Linked DNA regions of Mus musculus: region 1 is linked to region 2. The links are chromatin contacts, called in public Hi-C maps. All regions are on one chromosome and are shown on one strand. Each heading gives the region's core, a stretch centred on a gene start, on an enhancer-like site or on the middle of the called end of the contact. The rest is flanking DNA. Distances are from core to core; before and after follow the strand shown.

Region 1 (5,014 bases), core at 2,079-4,578, 92 kb after region 2:
CACAGTATTCATGACAGCTGCTGATTTTCACTTTTTCCTTTGTGAGGAAGCATATTTTTTAAAAAAACACCTTGGAAAATCAGATTCTTCTCTAGAAGCCGCGAAAGTTATTTAAACGAACAGAGCCTTTCACCTTGTATTTTGTGGGCACTTCGCATGGCTGAAATGCAGTTGGTTCCAGCTAAAAATATGAAGAAGAACAAAGCAAGAGGAGGATGTGACATGGGCGTGTCAGGAAACAGAACCTTCCAGCTCTACAAAACTGTTTCCTAAGACTGTGAGCAGAAGGCTAAAGGCCACACAGGATGCTCTGCACTAAAGCTACCCTGGGTAGACATATGAGCAGATGGCTGGCAGGCAGACAGGCAGGCAGAAGAAAGACTTAAGAGGGCTAGAGTCATTTGAAAACACCATGGGAAGGTTTAATATGACAGTGTGTGTGTGTGTGTGTGTGTGTGTGCCACTCGGGAGCTGGAATACAAACTCCTGTTCTCACAATGCAACAGCAAGTGTTCTGAAACCTCTAGGCCTCCTCTCCAACCTCTTTCTTTATCTGAAGACTTTCAAGAACATGTGTTGCCTTTCTGATCAGGGAAAAAACAAACAAACAAACAAACAAAATTATAGACTTATTTTTAAAAGATTGGTAAAGGCTGGCAAGGTGGTTCAGTTGGTGAAGGTGCTTGGTACCAAGCCTGATAACCCAAGTTTCACACCCAGGCCCACAAGGAGGATGGAGAGAACCAACCGTCTTCTGCTCCAAAGCTCACACAGTAGCATGAGCGCTCTCTCCACACCCGAATGAATGAATGAATGAATGAATGAATGAATAAACTTAAGTGGGGTGTGGTGGCTCGTTCCCTTAATCCAAGCACTCAGGAAGCAGAGGCAGGGGAATCTCTGAGTTTGAGACAGACCTGGACTACAGAGCGAGTTACAGATCAGCCAGGGCTACACAGAGATATCCTGTCTTGAAAAACCAATAAAACCACCACCACCACTATCATCATCACTGTTTTTATTTATTATTTTTTAATTAATTAATTTATTTATTATATGTAAGTACACTGTAGCTGTCTTCAGACGCACCAGAAGAGGGCATTAGATCTCATTCCGGGTGGTTGTGAGCCACCACGTGGTTGCTGGGATTTGAACTTCGGACTTTCGGAAGAGCAGTCGGGTGCTCTTACCCACTGAGCCATCTCACCAGCCCCACCACTGTTTTTAAAAGACTGGAAAAGGGCATATGAAAGGAAGTGAGATGGAGGTCAGATCTGGGAATTTGAGCTGGGTGTCCTAGTGCCACGTATTATCATTTGGATGCCGAATGTTCCCCTGAGGTCCACATGCTAAGTCCCATTGGTGGCACTACTCAGAAATGGTGGACTCTGTGGGAGGTAGAGACTAATAGGAGGTCCTTTGGGTCACTGGAGACCAAGACCCTGGCCTCCTTCTCTTTCTCTCTGCTTCCTGGTCCACAAGACATGAAGTTTGTCTCTGCCACAGGCCCCTGGTCTCTGCCATCCAGCGCTGCCCCCTGAAGTTCAGTGCCTGCGATTTCTGGTTTTGGGTGAAATACAACTGTGAGCTACAGAAACCCTTTGTCTAAGCTAACGAAACCAGTTTTGTTGTTTTGATGGAAAGCTGGCTGAGACACCTAAGAGCTCAGTTCTCTTCATCTTCTTTCTTAATAGGTTCATGGGGTCAGGTGGCAGGACAGGCTTCGGGAGCGGAAACTTTTATTTTTAATTGTGATCAGTCGACACGTTCAGAGATGACTGCTCTTGGCTTCCTTGTGGTGTTTTGTTGTTGGTAGTTTGGTTTGGTTTTAAGATTTTTTAAAAATTAGATTTATTCTGTTTGTGTGAATGTTTTGTCTACATGTATGTATGTATGTACATGTATGTGTGTGCGCATGTATGTGCATGTATGCATATACACGTATGTATGTACATGTGTGTATGTATATATATGCATGTACATGTATGTACATGTATGTATGTATGTATGTGTGTACATGTGTGTACATGTATGTGTATGTATGTATGTATGCTGCATGTGCTTGTTGCCCTTAAGTCAGAAGAGTGCATCAGAGCCTCTGGAACTGGAGTTGGGCTCAGGATGGATGAGGTCCCGGTGTAAATTCCTTAAAGGGTTTTTCTCATCATGGATTCAGAGACGCCCTGTGGAATGGCCAATCTGATAAATACCAGCTGCCATACGGTGTTTATTGCTATGACCGAAAGCAACCTGTGAAGGAAATGAGTTACTTCAGCTTATGCTTCCAGGTAACAGTTCATCGCTGAGGGAAGTCAGGGCAGGGCCTGGAGGCAGAAACTGATGCAGAAGTCATGGTAGAAGCTGCTTTCTGGTTTACTTCTCAGGGCTCGGCCTGCTTTCTTATACATACCTGGGACCAGCCCAGGGATGGCACCACGCACAATGGACTGAGTCATTCCATATCTTTCACCAACTAAGAAAATGTAACACAGGCTTGCCCGCAGGCCAGTCTGGTGGGGACATTTTCTCAGTTGAGGGTTCCTCTTTGCAAATGATTCTAGCTTGTGTCAACTTGACATAAAACTAGCCAGCACAGCATCTGATACAAATTAAAATTAAGCACAAAGCCTTTTTAAAAGATTTATATTTATGTGCATGAATGTTTGCCTGCATGTATATGTGTGTATCAGGAAAGCCCTGGTACCTTCAGAAGCCAGAAAGGGCTTTGGATTCCCTGGCACCGGAGTTACAGATAGTTGTAAGATGTCATGTGGGTGATGGCTACTGAATCCGGATCCCCTACAAGAGCAGCAACTACTCAAAGTATGTCTCTAGCCCGAGTGTGGAGCTTTGGATCTGCCTAACATCTCACAGCAAGGCAGTGGCCAAACAAGGTTCCAAGTTCGTATCTAACCTGCTGTCCCAAATCATTACATTGAAATTAATCAGACAAAGGATGTCAGCAAGACAGTGGAAAAGAAAGACCAGAATTCTTCCTCTCTTGGATATACACTTCCAACAATGCTAAATACACAGTTTTCTTTTCATGAGAAGTTCGAAACTAGGTGAGAGACTCCTGCACCCTGAACAAGTGCAGAACCACTTATAGAGAAGTAGTAGGAAAAGTCACGATATTCTGTGACCATAGTCACTACCCTCAGCGCAGCTCTGGCTCCATACAACAAGGAGACTGTAGCCCAGAGATTCTTCCTGGGAGAGGAGCGGGTTGGATTGCTTAGCACCTCTCCATTGTCTCAGCTTCTCCTGAGGATGGACTGTAACCTGTGAGCCAAATGAACCCTTTCCTCCCCAGACTGCTTGTGGTCATGGTGTTATCACAGTCACGGGAAGGACACTAAGGTACTTCCCCTTCATCACCAGGACAAGATGAGCATAATCACCCTGGCCACTCTATTCAACATCACAGGTTAGGTCACAGAACAAGTTTCAACCAACCTTAGAAGACAGAGATCCTACCAAGTACATATTTTAAACAAAACAGGATACAACTAGAAATCAACGGAAAGAAACTAGCAAGCTCCTGGAGGTGTGGAAATGATTGGGTGAAAGAGGAAGTCAAAAGGGAAACTACAAAACTAACCTCAAGATGAATAGAAATACAGATCAGACTAATGTAGTATAGCACAAACAATGCTAAGGAACGACTACAATGGTGTGGGCTGGTACCACAGACTTACCACAGACTGTACACTCAACATGCTAGAATGATCAGCCAAGGAAGAGGGGTCTTGGAAGGAAATAATGACTCCAGAAGAAATATGGGTATGGGGCTGAAGAGATGACTCAGTGGTTATGAGCACTGACTACTCTTCCCTCCCCCCACCCCCGAGACAGGGTTTCTCTGTGTAGCCCTGGCTGTCCTGGAACTCACTCAGTAGACCAGGCTGGCCTCGAACTCAGAAATCCGCCTGTGTCTACCTCCCAAATGCTGGGATTAAAGGCGTGCACCACCACTGCCCAGCTGAGCACTGACTACTCTTAAGGAGGTCCTGAGTTCAATTCTCAACAACCACATGGTGGCTCACAACCATCTGTAATGAGATCAGATGCCCTCTTCTGGTGTGTCTGAAGACAGTGACAGTGTACTCATACATAAAATAAAGAAAAAGAAAAAAAAAGACAAAAGAAAAAGAATAGAAGTAATACAAAATTGACAATCACCAGGAACAAGTCAACAGAGCTAAGAGGTTCTGGAAAGGGAAAGCTGGCTAGACTTTTGCTAGACTAAGTAAGATAAAAAGAGCACACACTCTAATAACCAAAGCCTCATATGAAAGTGGAGGTGGTGTAGCCAATACCACAGAAAAAAAAATTGTAAAAACATTCTATAAGTAGTTTACACCAGTGCTAGATAACTTCAGGAGAAAAGGGGGAATTTCAACAGATGCAGTTTTCTAAGACAGAACCAGAAAGAAATAAAATATCTGAACAGGTCTATAATTAATAAAGAGGTTGAATTGGTAATAAAACACCCACAACAGCAACAAAAACCCAGAAGCAGATGTCTTGTCTGGTGAATTCTGACAGGTTTATTATTTTTTAGTTTATTTATTTTTTATTTTTATGTGCATATATGAGCTTGCATGACATGCATACTTGAGCCCAGGGAGGCCAGTGAAGGGCATCTGATCCTCTGAAACTGGAGTTGTGAGTGGGTTAAGCCACTGTGCTGGTCCTGGAAACTGAACTTGGGTCCTTTGGCAGAGCAGCCTATGTGGCTAACCACAAAGCCATCTCTCCAGCCCCTCTACTACATTTAAATTTCTCCTTTCAAGTTGTAGAGGAAGGAACGCTCTAAGGTTCATTCTATGATGTCAGCATGACCCCAACACCAAAGCCAAAGATGCTACCAAACAAAAACAAACCACCTTTGGCCAATGTCACTGGTAAGTGCCATTCACAACTCAACAAACGCAGGCAAGCTGACCTTGGCAACATTGGAAGGACCGTTGAAAAGTGCACAGTGAACATCCTAGAGAAAAATACCTGAATG
Region 2 (5,492 bases), core at 1,680-4,179:
GGTTCAGTGGGTAAGAGCACCCGATTGCTCTTCCGAAGGTCCAGAGTTCAAATCCCAGCAACCACATGGTGGCTCACAACCATCCGTAACAAGATCTGACTCCCTCTTCTGGTGTGTCTGAAGACAGCTACAGTGTACTTACATATAATAATAAATAAATCCTTAAAATATATATATATATCCATTTCTTTTTAATTTTTCTAGTTTGGTGATTGTCTTAGTCAGGTTTTCTATTCCTGAACAAAACATCATGACCAAGAAGCAGTTGGGGAGGAAAGGGTTTATTCAACTTATACCTCTATACTGCTGTTCATCACCAAAGGAAGTCAGACTGGAACTCAAGCAGGTCAGACAGCAGGAGCTGATGCAGAGCCCTTGGAGGGATGTTCTTTACTGGCTTGCCTCCCCTGGCTTGCTCAGCCTGCTCTCTTATAGAACCCAACACTACCAGCCCAGAGATGGTCCCACCCACAAGGGGCCTTTTCCCCTTGACCACTAATTGAGAAAATGCCTTATAGTTGGATCTCATGGAGGCATTTCCTCAACTGAAGCTCCTTTCTCTGTGATAACTCCAGCTGTGTCAAGTTGACACAAAACTAGCCAGTACAGTGATATACACGTTTTTAAAGTATGTCCTTATAATTTTCTGAATTTCCTTGGTATCTGAAATAAGGTTCCCCTTTTCACCTCAATTAATTTGAGTCTTGTGCCCTACAACTCACTCTGTAAGATCAAGCTGGCCCTTGACCTCAGAGATCCAGCTGCCTCTGTCTCCTGGGTGCTGAGATAGGAGGCATGCGCCATCACCTCCCAGCTCCTTCTGTCTTTTGAGTAAAGGTTTGTCAGTCCTACTGATCTTCTCAAGAAACCAAATCTTTGTTTCACTGACTCTTTGTGTTGTTTTGTATTTTTTGCTTCTTTCTATTTCATTGGTTTTGGCCCCAGTTTATTTATTGTCATCTACTCTTTTTGAGCATATCTCTTGTTCAAGAGCTCTCTGCTATGTCACTAAGTTACCAGTATGCTCTCTGTCTCATTTTTTTGGTGTAGTCCTATATGAGTTTACCTCTTAGGACCACCTTCACTATGTCCCGGGAGGTTTGAAATGCTGTGTTCTCATTTAATTCGTTTGTTTGTTTGTTTGTTTGTTTGTTTGTTGAGACAGGGTTTCTCCATGTTGCTCCTGGCTGTCCTGGAACTGCATATGTAGACTAGGCTGGCTTATAGTTTAGAGAGAGTTACCTGCCTCTGCCTACTGAATGCTGGGATTAAAGGTACACACTACTATACCTGGCCTCTCCATCTTATAGTCCATTGGTGAGATTTACTCGTGAGCATTTTGTTTGACTTCCTAAATCTTTCATTTCTAGTTTTATTTTGGTTTCAGTTTTCTTTTCTTTTTTTTAAAGATTATTTATTTATGTATATGAGTATACTGTAACTGTACATGGTTGTGAGCCTTCATGTGGTTGTTGGGAAGTGAATTTAGGAGCTCTGCTCACTCTGGTCAACCCCATTTGCTCTGTCCCAAAGATTTATTATTATAAATAAGTACACTGTAGCTGTCTTCAGATGCATCAGAAGAGGGCATCGGATCTCATTACGGGTGGTTGTAAGCCACCATGTGGTTGCTGGGATTTGAACTCAGGACCTTCTGAAAAGCAGTCAGTGCTCTTACTGGCTTGCTGAGCCATCTCACCAGCCCTGGTTTCAGTTTTCTTTAGTGATTCTATTTTTTTTTTTCGTTAAATTCAACTTTTATGTCTTGAATTGTTTTATTTCATTCAACTGTCTTTTCAGAGACTTCACTAGGGATCTATTCCTCTTAAGGTCCTTGAACATATTCATGATTGCTATTTTGAAGTCCTTGTCTTGTGCTTTTCTTTTTTTTTTTTTTTTTAATAAGAAAAGCCATTTCTTTTTTTAGATTTATTTATTATATGTAAGTTCACTGTAGCGGTCCTCAGACACTCCAGAAGAGGGAGTCAGATCTTGTTACAGATGGTTGTGAGCCACCGTGGTTGCTGGGATTTGAACTCAGGACCTTCAGAAGAGCAGTCGGTGCTCTTAACCACTGAGCCATCTCGCCAGCCCCCGTCTTGTGCTTTTCTTAAGGCCTGTTGGAATAGGGTTACTGGCTTTTGGTGAAGGCATATTGTGTTGGCTTTTCATGTTCCTGGTTTCACGCTGGGATCTAGGCATCTGGAGTTAGGATATTTCAGGTATTTCCTGATGTCGATCTCTGGTCTAGTCTTTGTTGGGTGGGTGCTCCAATCTCTGGTTACTGTTGCCTCTCCTCCAAGTCCTTCCCCCTTCCCCATCCCATTGATATCAACTAGCCTGGCATAGCAAGTTGCAATAAGATGAGGTGCATCTTCTCCTATTGAGGCTAGAGAGGCAGCCCAGTAGGAGGAAAGGGTCCCAAAGTTAGGCAGTAGAGTCAGAGAAAGCACCTGCCCCTGCTGTTAGCAGTGTCCTATGAAGACCAAGATGCACAACTGTTACACATGTGCAGAGGCCTAGGTCAGTCCCATGCAGGCTCCCTGGTTGTCATGCCAGTCTCTGAGAGCCCCTTTGGGCCCTGGTTAGTTGATTCCGTAGGTTTTTCCTGATGTCCTTGACCTCTCTGGCTCCTATAATCCTTCTTCTCCATCTTCTGCAGGATTCCCCAAGGCTGAACTTGAACTTGCAGCCATCTCTTGCCTCAGCTTTCTGAGTACTGACATGGCAGGTGTGAGCCACATGCTCCACCAAAGCCCATTGTTTTGTATAGTCACTATATGCTAATGAAAATATCTAAAAAATAAAAACCAAGCTGTGTACTGACTGAACAGTTTTGATACTTTGTAAATTACTTCAGTCCAGCAGCCCTAAGCATTTGCCTCATTACATAGACTTGGCCACCAGGTGGCGCCCACTCCCAGCAATTTCTAGAAAGAACTAACTCTGGATGCTTCATTTCCTATTGGGCAAGTCACTAGAACTCAAATACCCTCCCACTTCCCACCCTGGCTTTAACAATGAATTGACTGGATAAGGGAGGATGAAATCCAGGAAAAGGAAAGGGTTTTTTTTGTTTGTTTGTTTTTTAAGAGTACAGATCTGACGCCCTCTCCTGGTGCATCTGAAAACAGCTACAGTGTACTTATGTATAATAATAAATCTTAAAAAAAAAAAAAAAAGAGTACAGTAAGGGGCTAGAGAGATGGCTCAGCGGTTAGGAGCGCTGACTGATCTTCCAGAGGTCCTTAGTTCAATTCCTAGCAACCACATGGTGGCTTTCAACCATCTGGGATCTGATGTCCTCGTCTGGTGTTTCTGAAGACAGCCACAGTGTACTCATGTAAATAATAAATAAATAAATCTTAAAAAAAAAAAAAGAAAGGAGAGTACAGTAAGGGCTGTGAAGATGGCTTAGTAAAGCACTTGATGCATAGGAATAAGGACCTAAGTTAGGGTCCTTGCATCCATGTAGAAAGGCAGGCACCTTGGTATGAGCCTACAGCCCCAGGATTTGATGGAGGAGGGTAGACACACAAAAGGATCCTTCCAGATAGAAGTCAGAGGCTCAGAGAAGGACCCTGTCTCAAAATCTAAACAGAGTGTGATTAAAAACACAGACTTCAAGTGGAGCCTCTGGGTTACCTAATGCTTTAAGTAGAAGTAGATAGAGAAGAGACAGGCAGATCTCCAAGAAATCAAGCCTAGTTTGGTTTATACAACAGGTTCCAGGACAGCCTCAGCCAGAACTAGTAATGAGACCCAATCTCAAAAAAAAAAAAAAAAGGTAGGCAGATAGGAGTGGTGATCCTCTATATGGTAAATTTCAGGTCAGCCAGGACTACAGAGTGAAACCTTGTCTCAAAAATGAAACAACACACACACACACAAAACAAACCCCAATCAAACAACAAAAAACAAAACACAAAAACAAATACCAAATCGACAATAATAAACAACTCCCCCCCCCCCGAAAAAAAAATCCTGAAACAATGACAAAAAGAACAGGTGGCAAAAGGACACTTATATACAATTGAGGGTCCAGAAATAAACATCTGAATTGATAGCCTATTTATTTATTTATTTATTTATTTATTTAAGTACTTCAGATGGAGCCAGGATCCAAGGTTCCAGGTGGAACGTTGAGTAAGCAATATTCTGAACTGGTAAATTGATTTTCTGTTATTTTTAATCTTTCCTGTTTAAAAAGAAGCGTTAATAGAGGTAAACATGATAAAAATACATTATATGCACCATGAAAGTGTTATAATTAAACCCATTATTACATATAATTAATATTGCTAATGAAAACTTTAAAAATAATAGTCCGTGGAAGCCAGGACAGTGACACCCTGCTGCCGGTGCCACTGGGATGGATGAAAGTGTGATGGAGAGATGGGAGAGCAAGCGAAGCCGAGGGGTTCATGCGCTGTATAAATAAATAAATAAATAAATAAATAAATAGGCTATCAATTCAGATGCTTATTTCTGGACCCTCAATTCGAGACTTGACAGTGTTAAGGTATAGCAGAAGCCAGAGGCCTCAAAAGAGACCAGTGACTCTGCAGTGACTCTGCAGTGAACACATACAAGAAGTGTGGACAGACGTATGTACCATGTGACACTGTGGCACACTGCAGCGTCCACGACAAGGTTTGTTTATTCTATTTTATTTTATTTCCCTATTTATTATAAGGGCAGGGGACAGATACACAGGGACCGGGAGATGAGTGGGGTTGGGGTGCATGATGGGAAAATCACAAAAATTCAATAAAAAGTTGTTGAGTCTAAGGTTGTGTATATCTTTTATCAGGAAATAACTGGTCAAAAGCGGGGTAGAAACCCTGGATTGGGATTAAAAATGTCCACAGCGCCGGGCGTGGTGGTGCACGCCTTTAATCCCAGCACTCGGGAGGCAGAGGCAGGTGAATTTCTGAGTTCGAGGCCAGCCTGGTCTACGGAGTGAGTTCCAGGACAGCCAGGGCTACACAGAGAAACCTTGTTTCCAAACAAACAAACAAACAAACAAACAAAATATCTACAGCAAAAGTTAAAAGAAAATAGTCTTTTGGACAAATAGCTCTGGTCAGCTCAAGCTTATGAAATTAGAGCCTCCTCACCCCGTAAATATTCAAAATGGATCACAGATCTGCCCAACAGTTGGGGTTAAATTAGAAAATACTTGGAGAAAAATATAGGAGTGCTGTTTTCCTGATGTTGGATTAAGTACAAGCTTCTTAGGCACAGCACCAAGAACAAGCAACTGAAGAAATCAGTTATTAGACACATCCTGGCATGCACAGCTTTAATCCCAGCTTAGGAGGATCAGACTGAAGGCTGCCTGGGCTGCGAGGGGTCTTACCTCAGAAAATGGGAACATGGTTTAGTCATAGAGCCAGTATTGCAAAGAAAAATATCCACCATCAAAATTGAAAATATTTATTCTTGAGAAGACACCTCTTAGAAACTGGAAATCAAGCTGGATAGTGGGG

What was found. Hi-C and Micro-C count contacts between places; a contact is called where the count stands out from the background.
Region 1: a Hi-C map of bone marrow-derived macrophages shows a contact between it and region 2, with 38 read pairs. The contact joins two enhancer-like sites. A contact is called at or near these places in 7 of 39 promoter capture datasets (HPC-7-derived erythroid cells, epiblast stem cells, hematopoietic stem and progenitor cells and 4 more), 4 of 15 datasets of contacts at CTCF or cohesin (CD8 T cells, the NIH/3T3 cell line, large pre-B cells and 1 more), 8 of 484 Hi-C or Micro-C datasets (the Ba/F3 cell line, the CH12 cell line, the G1E-ER4 cell line and 5 more), 5 of 115 datasets of contacts at active chromatin or transcription factors (CD8 T cells, bone marrow-derived macrophages, embryonic stem cells and 1 more) and 4 of 9 other capture datasets (adipose tissue, embryonic stem cells, liver and 1 more).

What each region holds. Positions count from the first base shown.
Region 1 is chr14:57,769,038-57,774,051 of GRCm38.p6, forward strand. No RefSeq gene overlaps it. Among named protein-coding and RNA genes, the nearest start is that of Lats2, 25 kb to the left of the region's middle. Within about 2 kb of position 3,329, at least 78 of the 459 cell types and tissues checked have an H3K27ac peak or open chromatin away from gene starts, as enhancers often do. A contact at or near this core is called in bone marrow-derived macrophages, where this site is marked.
Region 2 is chr14:57,677,207-57,682,698 of GRCm38.p6, forward strand. No RefSeq gene overlaps it. Among named protein-coding and RNA genes, the nearest start is that of Xpo4, 15 kb to the left of the region's middle. Within about 2 kb of position 2,930, at least 12 of the 459 cell types and tissues checked have an H3K27ac peak or open chromatin away from gene starts, as enhancers often do. A contact at or near this core is called in bone marrow-derived macrophages, where this site is marked.